Regions from separate parts of the Mus musculus genome. Here regions 2 and 3 are each linked to region 1. Evidence: chromatin contacts called from public HiChIP or PLAC-seq and Micro-C data. All regions are on one chromosome and are shown on one strand. Each heading gives the region's core, a stretch centred on a gene start, on an enhancer-like site or on the middle of the called end of the contact. The rest is flanking DNA. Distances are from core to core; before and after follow the strand shown.

What was found. Hi-C and Micro-C count contacts between places; a contact is called where the count stands out from the background. HiChIP or PLAC-seq counts read pairs in DNA pulled down with a chosen protein or histone mark.
Region 2: a contact with region 1 is called in a Micro-C map of the HL-1 cell line, with 10 times the contacts expected there. The contact joins the promoter of Nr2f2 here to the enhancer-like site in region 1. A contact is called at or near these places in 2 of 484 Hi-C or Micro-C datasets (the HL-1 cell line and uterus) and 2 of 115 datasets of contacts at active chromatin or transcription factors (craniofacial prominence and embryonic hindbrain).
Region 3: an H3K4me3 HiChIP or PLAC-seq map of craniofacial prominence shows a contact between it and region 1, with 4 times the contacts expected there. The contact joins two enhancer-like sites. A contact is called at or near these places in 11 of 484 Hi-C or Micro-C datasets (cerebellar granule neurons, embryonic stem cells, muscle stem cells and 3 more), 6 of 115 datasets of contacts at active chromatin or transcription factors (bone marrow-derived dendritic cells, craniofacial prominence, embryonic forebrain and 3 more) and 1 of 9 other capture datasets (embryonic stem cells).

What each region holds. Positions count from the first base shown.
Region 1 is chr7:70,065,968-70,070,193 of GRCm38.p6, reverse strand. No RefSeq gene overlaps it. Among named protein-coding and RNA genes, the nearest start is that of Gm24120, 110 kb to the right of the region's middle. Within about 2 kb of position 2,128, at least 20 of the 459 cell types and tissues checked have an H3K27ac peak or open chromatin away from gene starts, as enhancers often do. A contact at or near this core is called in craniofacial prominence and embryonic forebrain, where this site is marked.
Region 2 is chr7:70,358,712-70,362,937 of GRCm38.p6, reverse strand. It overlaps Nr2f2 (nuclear receptor subfamily 2, group F, member 2), which reads left to right and starts at 2,345. Exons shown (of 3, transcript NM_009697.3): 1 at 2,345-3,050. The coding sequence starts at 2,609.
Region 3 is chr7:70,328,057-70,332,282 of GRCm38.p6, reverse strand. The region is part of intron 1 of Gm29683 (predicted gene, 29683); the gene reads left to right. Among named protein-coding and RNA genes, the nearest start is that of Gm29683, 7.7 kb to the left of the region's middle. Within about 2 kb of position 1,827, at least 104 of the 459 cell types and tissues checked have an H3K27ac peak or open chromatin away from gene starts, as enhancers often do. A contact at or near this core is called in craniofacial prominence and embryonic forebrain, where this site is marked.

The DNA of each region.
Region 1 (4,226 bases), core at 879-3,378:
TGGATGCTCACAGTCATCCTTTTTACTTTTTAAAACAAACATTTTATTTGGCTCCAAGTTTGGAGGTCTAAGGGCATGGATCAAACACCGGTCTGGGTCTTGGCTGTGGCATGTGGTGGCAGAGGGACATGTGTAAAACTGTTTGTGCCACCAAGTGGGCAGTCAGAGAGGGTCCCAGGGTAACAGAGTCATGTTCCTGTGACCCTCAGACCTCTAACTAGACCAGCCCATGGCCATGCATCCCATCCTAACGACCCCCTGGGGGACACAGACTACACTCACACCACAGCAAGGCCCTGGCTTATTTCCCTGCAGCACCAGCTGCAGCACTCAAGTGCTAAGCAGACACATGTCCCTTCATGCTACCCCTCCTGGCATGTACCTTGGTGCTGACAGCCAAGCCTCTGGCTGCCAAACTGTTGTAACCACCAAGTACAGAAGGAAGGAAATATTTAATCAGGAAGGCAGTACCAAAATGAACAATTGAATGAACAAGTGAATGAATAGAGGTGTAGATAGAGATGAAGACCATGGTGGGAGCTGGAAGAGCTGTGCCCCTGGGAAGAAGGGTCTTAAAACAATGCAAAGCATGGTACGTGTGTCCAAAGCTACTGGGCTCAGGACTGACTTCTGCAGGGATGTCACAGGGATGGGTAAGACCAGGATATCCAACTCCCCCCAGCGGGAGAAAGAGTGAAGATAGAACACGTTGTCTAGAGTCTATCCATGGATCTCTAGAGCCAGAGAGACAGACTTAGCCTTGAGCTAAAGCAGATGCCACAGCGCCTCCTTTTGAATCTATAACTAGGACTCTAGAACCCACATTTATTAGTTTTTTTTTCTCTCAAGATTGCTTTTCTTTAAATGAAAAGAACTTCCTTTAAAGAGCAGCTAGGAGTCTGCTCCTAGGACCAACATGTGTACTACACACTCTGTGACAGAGCAACCTCAGTCTCAAATCACTTCCATTCACCCTCCAAGATTGATCATAGACAACCAGAGGACAGATTTTTTTTCATTTTTAATCCTTCTGTCTGTCTGAAACGCTCAAACAGTTAACAGATATTGTCCACCCCCACCCCCAACAAAATACCAAAGGTCTGACAAAGAATAGGAGGGCTATTTATCTGTTTTCTTCTTTTTTTTAATTTGAAATGAATCCTATAGCTGCAAGCTCACCCGAATTATAGAAGCACCCAAATCAAACAACCATAGCTCATTCTTTGGCCTTTGATTTTTATATCCATGCATGTTAAGAAAGAGAGGGAGAGAAAGAGAGAGAAAACCAAACATGTGTGCCGCCTTTTAATAAAGATCATATTAAAAATTCAATAAATAGCAATATCTCTGATCTCTTAACAAAAGCTTCTGGTATACAGGAAATTAAATGAAGAAAAAAAAACCACCTTGTTAAGCCTTTTTGATTTCTGTACATTGTAGCTGGAAGCAGAATTGTTCAACTTGTAGATTTCTTCATCTTTTTCTTTTTTACATTTTAAAATCTTTTCTTGCACACACGTTGTCTGGGCAACACCATACATGAAGTTTGATTGGTAGAAACATTTAAAAATAAGAGGTAGGGGGTGGGGAGGGGGGAAGGCATGTGCCATTGTCTCGTCCGGGTGGCCTAGCTGGGAGGGATCCACCTCGAGCCAGGTGATAACCTGAGACCTTATCTTGTCTTCCCCTGGCCTCCCTGAAGCCTGCCAACGCTTCTGCTGGCTGTTAGGCATTTTAAATATCCCCCCTGAGCCCTAACCTCACCCCCTTTCTCTTCTTGTCAGCTGGAATGTCTCGGAGCTGTCAGGGGCTTGTTGCTTATTGATGTTTCCGTGTGTTTTATGTCTTTTCTGAGATATGACAGGCCCTGACACAGTGCTGATTTCAATCAGCCTGCTTGTGGAGAGGCCTAAGATTTTTAGTCGCACAATCCACGTCTCAAGCATACTTCAGAGCCTCTGTCTAATGAAAATGTTGCGGGAAGCTGAAATAAAGGCTCTGTGCCCAACAAACAGCAGCTGAGGAATTCCTGGGGCTTGAGAAAAAACCGAGAGCGTATGGACTCCCCGCTCACACACACATACACACTTGCCACGGAACGCCCCCTCCCCTCTTTTGTTATAAGAAAAGCAAGAACAGAAAGTGACCTCCTGAGCCAAAGGTTCTGACACTGAATCAAATCCCTTTAGGTCTGAACTGACAGGCTGGGCCTGGCTTTAGATTACGTTATCACATCTTGGAAGGAGGCTGGCATGTTCCTCTGGGTTCCCTGTGTGTGAAGAGCTGGCGTTTTACCCTTGCTGCCTATTAAGTCAAGATCTGATGTCTTGTCGAGAATGAAACCACATCACACAGTGAGGGCTGGGATAAAGGGCAGAGAGAAAACGCAGCCGTGGAAATAAAATGCAGAGCCCAAGAGGAACTCATTTGCGTTGTTTACCAGGCTGGCCACGAGAAGATTAAAAAATATTAGAAAACGTTTTTTTTGGGGGGGGGGGTAAATTGTGTGTCGTTTCCTGAGACTCACACAGATATCCAAGTTTACATTGTGTTGACCATATTCAAGACTGGAGGGCCCCGGAGTACTCAAGGTATTTCATTCAGGCATATCAGCTCATTCTTTTGATGGCCCCCAGCAGATTTAATCCCAGAACCCAGCGAAGATCCTGGTACAAAGTGCCTAGCCTTGCGCATGCGTCTGGAAAAATGTGGCATCTCCAATAACATCTTGGCGTTTGTTTACACCAACTTAAAATAAAAATGTTCCCTGCCCCCTCCCCATCCCCCAAAGCTGGGAGAAGAGTAACTTTTCATTGTTGATCTTCTAAACTTGAAAAGTCAAGCAGTAAACACGGCTTCTATATGAAATAAGACCCCAGTGATGAGGATCAGATTTTAAACATTTCAGAGACCCTGTTCTCTCTCTCTCTCTCTCTCTCTCTCTCTCTCTCTCTCTCTCTTTCTACTTGACAACAGACCCGCAAGTGACCTGTAGTTAATATGCATCATCTGGGATTTTTTAGAGAGGAAAAACAAAAGGCATGGTATTATGTCAAGAGCACTTAGAATGATGATATTTATTGAAGGATGAATAAAGGACCGTCTCAAACGGAAGCAGAATTCTGTCAGCCCAGGAAACAAGCGTGCAGTAGTGTCTTTTCCAGGGCAAGTACGGTTGGGAGAAAAAGAATACATCAGGGTGTTCGGCCTGAGAAGTAGCTCCTTGGAGGCTCAGGGTCCATGTCTTGGTTCAGTTTTTCTATTGTTTAAAAGGTGAGCTTTCTCTTGAGAATGTACCATTCTGGCTTTCTCTGGAATACCTATCCTAGAAGAGGTAACTTGACCTTAACTTATGGCCACTTTGGCGAGATGGGCCCAGCTGTCTTCTCTGGTGGCAGTTCCCCCAAAGCCCCTCTTCTGGTCTCCACACTTAGGTAGAAGTTCCTGAAGCATCAGATCCACCAGCCCTAGTTAAGGAATAGGTCTTGAGGTTAGACTTTAGTTCCCCTGGCTCCTCGCTTCACAGAGGAGTGACTGGATCGGTCCAGGTCTGCTCAGTTCAGAGTGTGAGCTATTCCTCCTTCAGGAGATGAGATGTGCACAGTTCACTGAGGTCACATGTACGAGACAACCCCCAATAAATGCCAGCGCCCTCTCCCATTTGTTTCATTGGAGGACACAAATGTGGGCAACCTTTTAAATGCTGACTCTAAGCCAGGTTCTTTGCCGTACTGAGTTGCGGATTTAGTATCTTCAGTAGGAAAAAAAAAAATCTGCCTTTAAGCTACACAAAGTAAAAATTATCTCTAAAAACAGTGTCCCTCCACCCCCATTCCATTTTTAAAATGTTATGATATTTTTAACAATATTAATATAATAACAGTAGCATGTGTTTATTGGGTTAGTCTGTATTTTATGACTCAGTATCGGATTTGTGGCTTGTTTCTACCAGCTCTGTCACTATTAATTTTTGTTCCCATTTTTTTTAGTTCACCAGAACATGTTCATAGAACTATTGCCTGCCTGTGATAAGCAGCCCCTGCTATTATTATTTCAGGGCTGCTTATCAACAGTCAACACATCTCCCCAAATTATAGTTTTTTTTTAAAGCAAAATAAAAATATGTTATCAATTTAACCCCTTGGTCACCAAAGAGCTCTTCTGCTTCCAGCTGACTCTGAAGGATGCTGTCCTGATACGCTCTGTCAGTAGCGGATTAGGAGACC
Region 2 (4,226 bases), core at 1,096-3,595, 290 kb before region 1:
TATTGCCATTTGGAGCAGGCTCGCTGGGTGTGTTTTAATGACTATATGAGTATTTAAAGAGAATTTGAACAATGAAGTCCATATTCAACTGTTCTATGACCTAGAAGCGTCGTCTTGGACGTCTTTGTCTGGGTACATTGACAAATGTGCATCTGATACATGTGCGTTTACATGTGTGTACAGAGGGTGTGCACAGGCAAGGCTGAGAGGCTGCCTCCGCCTGTCCATCAGCGGACAGAAAGGTCTTTCTCCCTCTTTTCATGACCGGGTGTGTGACAGGTCACTGGCTGGCCAGTTAGCTAAAACCAATAAGAGAGGATAAAGTTGAGAGGAATTTATTTTAATTGCATCATAACAATGAGGTGAAGTCTGGTGTTTCTCAGCATCCGAGATGCTTCATTTGAGCATTTAAAATGTCAGGCCACAAATCTATAAAATATTAGCCCTCCAAAGAAAAAGGCAAATATCGAACGGTTTCTTTTCCTATAAACAAACAAACAAACAAAAAGGAGCTACCAAGCCGAGCAAGTGATGGGAATTCATTAAGCAAAGGATTTGCCACCCTTCGGATCTAGCCAAATCTTTGGTTTGCAAGCCCAGATCCCGGCACCTTGCCACCTCCGCTGCGTACCCCTCTACAAAGAAGGGGAGAGCATTATTCAGTCTTTTGGAATAGTGGGTTCTACATAATGCGCCGGGAGTCCCGGGTGGACCGCGAGCGGCGCATTTAGAGGCATCGCCAAGTTGCGAGAGACTAAGTCTTTGGCTCCATCCTCAACCCCTTGCGGAGCCTTTAAGAGTCGTAGTGTGTGCGCCGCGCGCTAGTCTTGCCGCCAGGGCGGAAACCACTGTGCCCGATGCGGGGCGGCCGGGGTCCGCGCTCCGGGGTCCACCCGGGCCCATCCCCCTCTCTGTGGCCAGGACCGCGCGGCCACCCGTCCCCGCCCCCCTCCGTCCCCGCGCGCCCCGTGCGGCTGTCTCGACGCCGCTCGCGCTAGGACCGGGCTGCTCCCGCTGCCGCCATGGCGGGGCCGCTGCGCTCCGGCCAATGACGACGAGGGGGCGGCGCGCGCGCGCCGGGCCAGGCCAACCCCGGCGGCTGCCTTATAAGGCGCGCCGTCGCCATGGCAACGTGCGCTAAGTTGCAGCAGTCGTGTCAAAGTTCACTATATAGAGAGCTCAGTGAGCTGATCGCGGAGAAGCCACTTCTGCCAGCCCCGGCGCCTATAAATCGCATTCCCTCCCGCGCCCCCCTTTTTAGCATATTTGATCACTTTGATTCTGCTCTTTTCTCTCCGCGGTGTGTGCGTGCGTGCGCGCGTGTGTGTTTTCTTCTCCTCCTCCTCCTCTGCCGGAGTTGCCTCCTTTCTCCGGGTGCCGCGCTGCTCTTCCCTCTTTCATTCTTTCTCTCCGTTTCTCCCCCCTCTGCGCACGAAGGATGCGCTTCTAGGTGCTGATCTGCCCTCCTTTCTCTCTTATCATCTCTCCCCCGCCGCCGGCGAGTTGACTCTTTCCCTATGTGTGTGAGGCGGCGGCGGCAGCAGCAGCAGCAGCAGCAGCAGCAGCGGCTCCACCGGCGGCGGCAGCAGCGGCAGCAGCAGCGACTCCACCGGCGGCGGCGGCGCTAGACGCAGCGGCTCCGGGCCCGACCCGGAGGCTTCGGCGGCGGCGGCGGCGGCCCGGGCGGCCCGCGGAGAGCAACGAGCGGCCTCCGAGAGCGGCGGCGGCGGCGGCGGCGTCCGGAGCGAGCGCGGCGCGCGCCAGGCGCCCGGGGCAGGAGGCGGCGGCGGCCCAGCGCCAGGACGACGCCGCGCAGCGCCGGACGCGGACCACTTTCATGCTGATTCCCCCGGACCCGGGCAGAGCTCCGGCCACTCCGCGGGCCGCCGGCCTCCGCCCCGGCCTGCCTGGCTCCCAGGGCGCGCCCGCGCCCGGCGCCTCCGCTCTCCCAGTCCTCCTGATTTCGATGGCTTTCCTGAATGGCTGACTGTGGGCTGCCCTGGACTTGGCCCCCGGACAGTCGCCTCTCCTTCTCCTTCTCCTCTTCCTCCTCCTCCTCTTCCTCCTCCTCCTTCTCCTCCTCCAACTCCTCCGCTGCACACTAGATCTGAGAGCGAGAGAGTGAACCAGAGAGGGAGAGAGGGAGGGAGAGTGAGAGCGAGCGAGATCTTTAGAGAGATTTTTTTTTTTTTTTTTTTGCCTCCTACTTCTGTCTTGAAGCCAGACAATCGACTTGCAGCTCTCCCTCCCCTCCCTCTCTCCACGTTCTGCTCCCACTCTCTTTCCCCTGTCCCCTTGCCCTCCCCTCTGGACGGAAAGCCCCCCGAAACCAACAAAGCTGAGCCGAGGGAAACAAACAAAACAAACACACCGGGCCAGACAAGCAATCGACAAAACTTTGCAAAAGCAAAAACAAAAAAACAAAAAAGGAAAAACTAACCAACCTCAAATCAACTAGCCCTGAGCCACCCGGGGCGCCCTCCCGCGCCCTCTCGCACCCTCGCACACACAAAAGGCGGCGCGCCGGAGCCCGAGACCCGGGAGCCGCCGCCACCCCGCCGCCGCCCGCAGCCAGGGGAGCAGAAGTCCGGACGCGGCCCCCATAGATATGGCAATGGTAGTCAGCACGTGGCGCGACCCCCAGGACGAGGTGCCCGGCTCTCAGGGCAGCCAGGCCTCGCAGGCGCCGCCCGTGCCGGGCCCGCCGCCTGGCGCCCCGCACACGCCACAGACGCCGGGCCAAGGGGGCCCGGCCAGCACGCCGGCCCAGACAGCGGCTGGCGGCCAGGGCGGCCCTGGCGGCCCGGGCAGCGACAAGCAGCAGCAGCAGCAGCACATCGAGTGCGTGGTGTGCGGGGACAAGTCGAGCGGCAAGCACTACGGCCAGTTCACGTGCGAGGGCTGCAAGAGCTTCTTCAAGCGCAGCGTGCGGAGGAACCTGAGCTACACGTGCCGCGCCAACCGGAACTGTCCCATCGACCAGCACCACCGCAACCAGTGCCAGTACTGCCGCCTCAAAAAGTGCCTCAAAGTGGGCATGAGACGGGAAGGTATCGGCCTCTCATTTCTTCCCCCTTCGCCCGCGGTCCCGGGGCTCTGGGTGCGTTTGGCTAGCCTGCTCTGGGTAAGGACTCAGAAGCCCCGAGCTCTCCCGGTTGCAGTCGGAGGGGATTTGGTACTAGGAACCGGGGAGGGGGGTGGGGGTCTGCACTGCAACCCAGATCAGCCCCCACCCCCATTACAGTCCGCATGCTTTAGTAGACTTTCCTTCTCCACTCTTTCTTCCTCTCCCCCTCTCTCTCTTTCTCCCTCTCCGGACAGCTTTTCCTTTCCTTTGCATTGATTGAGAGTTCATTAGAGTTCACCTTTCTGCAAGGAATGGGTTGTTTGTTGTTGTTTTAAAGTCCCCCCCCTCTCTCTTCCCTTTCTCTCTTTCCTTGTTTTTCCTGCATGTTCAACATATGTCCCTCCTCCTTACCCCTCTCCCCAACCCCCACCTTTTCAGAAAAAAAAAAAAACAACCTGAGATTGTACTTTTGTACAGGAGGTTCAAATTACAAATGGCAATTTTATGCACTTCGCCGTATTAACGCTGCCGCCTGGGCAGAGCTCATGTGACCCCTCCGTGGATTAACATTCTGCTTTAAAAAAATACCTCTTGTTTTCTTTTTTTTTCCTTTCACTTTTGAAACCCTGAGAGCACTGTAGGGAGTAGGAAAGTGTGGGCAAGGGGCCTTTGGCCGCTGCTTTCCCTCTGCGCCAGTTGGGTCTTTGTGATATAAAATTATCCCAGAGCCGGGAACAGTGCTCTACCAATGGCGCGCTCCGCGCCTGGGCGCGGGCTCCGGGTTGGAGCGAGCCAATGCCGGGGTTTCTTTGTGTTTCTGCGAGAGCGACTCTCCCGGTCCTGAGTCAGATAACAGCGGGTGCCTGAGCCTCGCCGGCTTTCTCCGGTCGTCACCGGCCTTGTCTGGGCTCCGCAAGCGCCCCACGTCTGCTCCCAGCCTCTCTCCCGCTTCCTCTCCTCTCTGACGGCCTCACTCTTTCTCTCTCCGCCCTTTTCTCCCTTGTCTCTCCTCCTCCGAGCTGAGCTCAGGGATCAGGCAAAGACGCCAGACCAAGACTCTGTCTCTCGCCGGGGTTTCCTTCCTGGGCTGGGGTTGAGGTTACAAGGTTTGGGGACAGTCGTTCGGAGGTGGCCACAGGCCATCTGGGGTAAACCTTAA
Region 3 (4,226 bases), core at 578-3,077, 260 kb before region 1:
CTCTCCTTCCTGCCTAGAGATCTGATTTGGTCCTACTGCGGCTCCCTAAGAGCCTTTAGATCCGACGTCCCTTCACTGGGGACCTTGAGCTGAGATCCCAGGGCTGGAAGGCTCCGATTCTAGCCGGAGCTGGAACCTGGTGGCCTCAACACTTGCGGGATGCTGCTACTGGGCCACAGTCCCTGCCTTGCCCACAGGAACCTAAACATCCCCGCGTCCTAGGTTAAGGTGGTTAGGGCGAGGGGGTAGGCTCCTGGACCAGCCAGGTCGAAGCGATGAAACAGCAACTTCTTCTTCTTCTTTTTTTCCCCCTGGCAGGGAGGAGGGAAATTCGTCGGAGGAGGTCGGTGGAGACTCCTCCTTCGCTCCGCCCGGAGGCAGCCAGAGCTCCGCTAGCGGTGCGTCTCCGCCCGCCCGAGCGTTTCCATAAATCAGGCCGCTGGCAGGCTGCTAATTAGCTCCGGCCGAAAAGAATGAGAGTTCTGTAGCACACGGTGGGTTGGGAGTGGGGGCCCAGTAGGTGGGAGATCAGAATTCCCCAGGATTAACGGGGGGACTCCTTGGGGGCATCTCCGCGCTCCCTGCCCGAGCCACCTCCGATCACCTCCTGCCAGCAAAGGCCCGCAAGTTCGGGCCTCCAGATCCCGCGCCTCCCGCACTGCGCGCACCTCTGCAGTCGACCTGGCCCGCCCACCCACGCCGAGGCCCCCTCTCCCACTCGCTGAGCATGCCTGGCGTTAATTAACTCCCCCTTCACCCGGTGCAGTATCGGAAGACTTTCAAAACTCGTCCCAAAGTGTTTCCTTCTCAAGCCTGAAGGCAGCGTTTGGAACGACCCGCAGAAAAGGGGGGCGGGGTGTGGATCTGGGGGAAGGGTTGGTTGCACCGGGATTTGAGATAACAAGACTTCCCCAGCGATTGTGTGGGTAGAGGGATGGGCTGTTGTAACCTCATCCCCTCTCCCCTAGTGAAAAGGCAAGACGGTCAGGGAAGATTAAAAATAACATTAAAGTTGGATTATTGATTTCCATGTAAATTGCCAGCCGAGAGAGCTACTTCTGTTTATTTTCTCTTTTCCTCCCCCACGCTTCTCTAAGCCCTCTGGGCTCTGCGCCCTCGGAGCCATTCCCACCCTCCTTAGGGACGAGACTCCTAGATGACATCACCAAGGAGAACGGCGGCCTCCCCGCCCCTGGCCTCAAGACCCCTGAGCAGAGATTGACAGGTGTCTCTAGCAAAGACAATGCCTTCCAGGTGTCAGTATTCCCGTTCCACCCCTCCCACTCCGCCCTCTTTGCTCCTTTCCCTTAACAACTCTCCTACCCACCCACTCTTCCTCCACGAGGCTTGTTCCTACCCCACCCCCACCCCCAACTCCTTGCTCTTTGCATCTGGGCACTAAGCTTCAGGTCCTGAGACTTAGGCAGGGAGCCGACGCCGAGGGGCCCGGATGGCGCTGGTGTTGTTTGTGCCCGAGGGGGAGGCCAATCCGAGATGCCAAAGGCTCGAGTGAGGGTCCAGGAGGTGGCAGGGCCCAAAGCGGGTAAAGGGTAACCGAGTGAGCATTTTCAAGGAGCCAGCTCAGTCTCTAGATTTCTGTCTTGACGTTATTCTCTACCCTCCACCCGCGATCTCTCCTCTTCTCTTCTCTCTCTCTCTCTCTCTCTCTCTCTCTCTCTCTCTCTCTCTCTCTCTCACACACACACACACACACACACACACACACACACACACACACTATAACAGACGCGAAGATAATCCCACCATCTGGCAAATCCCAAATTTGGCGGCCAGGCTAGGAAAGCAACAGCGACATCTCATCCGGAGAGTGGGTGTCTGGTCCTGCCCCACTCCCCGGAACTGGGGAAAGGGCGCTCGGCTTTGCACTCACTAGTCCCCATCTCTTCAACGTCCTTGCCCTGGCCTGGTAATCTTGGGTGCTTTCTCCTCATCTGAGCAACTACTTTGGGATTCAGAAGAGAGGTGATGCAGTTAGGGTTCTTCCGCCGAGCAATGAACTGAAACCCAAATTCAGCTTTATTATGTATAACCGAATGTAATTCATAGCTAGGTGGCCTGTCGTCGGCGATTTAAATCGCCTGGTGATAAGGATCGCACTTATTAGATTTCTTCAAAGACACTGGGGGTTTCTATCTCTCTCTCTCTCTCTCTCTTTTTAAAGGAGGGCATTTGTGCTAAATTGCCCAGTGCTGGTGTGATAACTGTCAAAAGTTTGACATCAAAGGGGCTAATATTATTCAGTTACCAGAGAAGCTGTCTGTCTAAATAAGAATATCTTAATTACAGCATCACAAAGGTAGAAAAGGGGTCGAAACTGAAAGGGGAGAGGTATCCAGCCTCCTCCTTTGATGCGCTATCTATATTACACGGATGCGTGTTCTTAATCAGGCCTAGTCCGATTTCCTTCCCTCTCCCCTTCGGTTCTCTGAACTTTATAACTATATGTAAACACGGCGTCACTGAGGACATAATCTTCTTGGGTTCTTATTAGAAGAAATTTCCATCCTCTCCCGTTCTAGATTAGGCAGTGGAGTCCGCTCCATCAATGAAGGGACGAAGGTTTCGTGGACAATAATGTGGCAATTGTTGATGGTTTGTGACCCATAAAATGTGGAGGTGACTGTTCTGGCTTTGGTATGTAATTATGCAAAACACTTTCCATAAAGACTTGCCATTCGATCTAATGGCAGTTCCTCTGGTCTATTTCAAAAAAGGGAGGGCCCATGTACGGAGAGAGGAAAGTAACATTTGTTTTAACACAGGTTTTATGGGTGTGTGTGGTATGGAGGGAGATAAATACAAACACGTCCTATCTCTGCCCAAAGTATTTTTTTCAGTCAAATTAAAATAATTACGAGGGGGTTTAATAAGTTAATCATAGCAACACGGCATCCAAACACGTAGAGGGGGTGTCAGCCCACCTTCTCTGGACCCGGGACTGCTTCATATTGGTGATTCATCCCCAGGGTCTGCTTGGGCGCAGTTTTGTCTCTGTCTCAACTTATTCAACAGGGCAACCTGTTGGGCTCTAAAACTCCTGTCAGAGGCTGAAACCAAGACAAGGGCCTCCAATGTCTTCACCCTAGTGCCTTGTAGGTGGAATATTTATTTGGCAGAGAGCATTTAAATATAGCAGTTCTATTTTAGGAATTATGCCCATCTACTCCCCCTCAGTACCCTTTATCCCCACTGTAGCAGGGCAAGATTGAATGAATGTCCAGGGCAGGAGTCACTGATTTGGAAAGAAAATTTAAACTCAGTACACTCAGGGATGCACGGGCCCCAAACTGGGCATGTTTGAACCATGGAATGTTCCCCCGCCCCCCTGCACTTTCTGAGATTTTGTTTTGTTTTAAATAAAAATAAAAGGAATCTAAAAGGCCAGGAGGAAAATAAAGTGGAATCAAATGGAGGGTCATCATTGGTCTACAGCCAGCACTGACTGCTGGTTAAAAAACAGGAGAGTGTGTGTGTGTGTGTGTGTGTGTGTGTGTGTGTGTGTGAGAGAGAGAGAGAGAGAGAGAGAGAGAGAGAGACTAAGCCCCCATCTTGTTGGAGAAGTGTCCCATGTCCCAGGGCTAGATGTCAGAGAGTGAGTCCTGGCTGACTGAGGCGCTGTGACATTGTACGGGCACTTGCAGACACTGGAGATAGATATTTTTTTCCAAGGGGGAAACTGATGATTAAAAAAAAGAAGAAGAAAATCATCTAAATATCAAAGTGACACAGGGGAGACCTGGAAAAATATTTAAGCTAATGAAAAGCAAATAAAGAAGCTGGCACTTAGGCTGAGAAATTAAATATTATGTTTAAGATGGTGCTTTTGTACGGGCTTGGAGATTTCCGATTCATGTTCACATAATAAACACTCAGGTTTGTCATCTGGAGGTGCAAATCTGAAAGATATTCCAACAAATGAAGTGCTGGCAGCCGGAGGAATAAAGAGATCGGTGCCTGTCAGGGGTCAGGCAGCTTGAGATTGCTTCTAGAGATCTTTTGAAAATTTCACAGGATTGAAGGCTTAGGGGCTTCACTGCGCTCGCATTTCAAACTCAGATCAGTGGGATCACAGTAAAAAATAGAGGTCTGGAAAATTTTGATGCAAAGATGGTCATGGTTGTAGGGCTTCTCTCCGTTTTCTCTGTCTGTCTGTCTGTCTGTCCCACTCCCCCCTGCTCTCTGTGTTTATCTATCTGTCTGCCTGT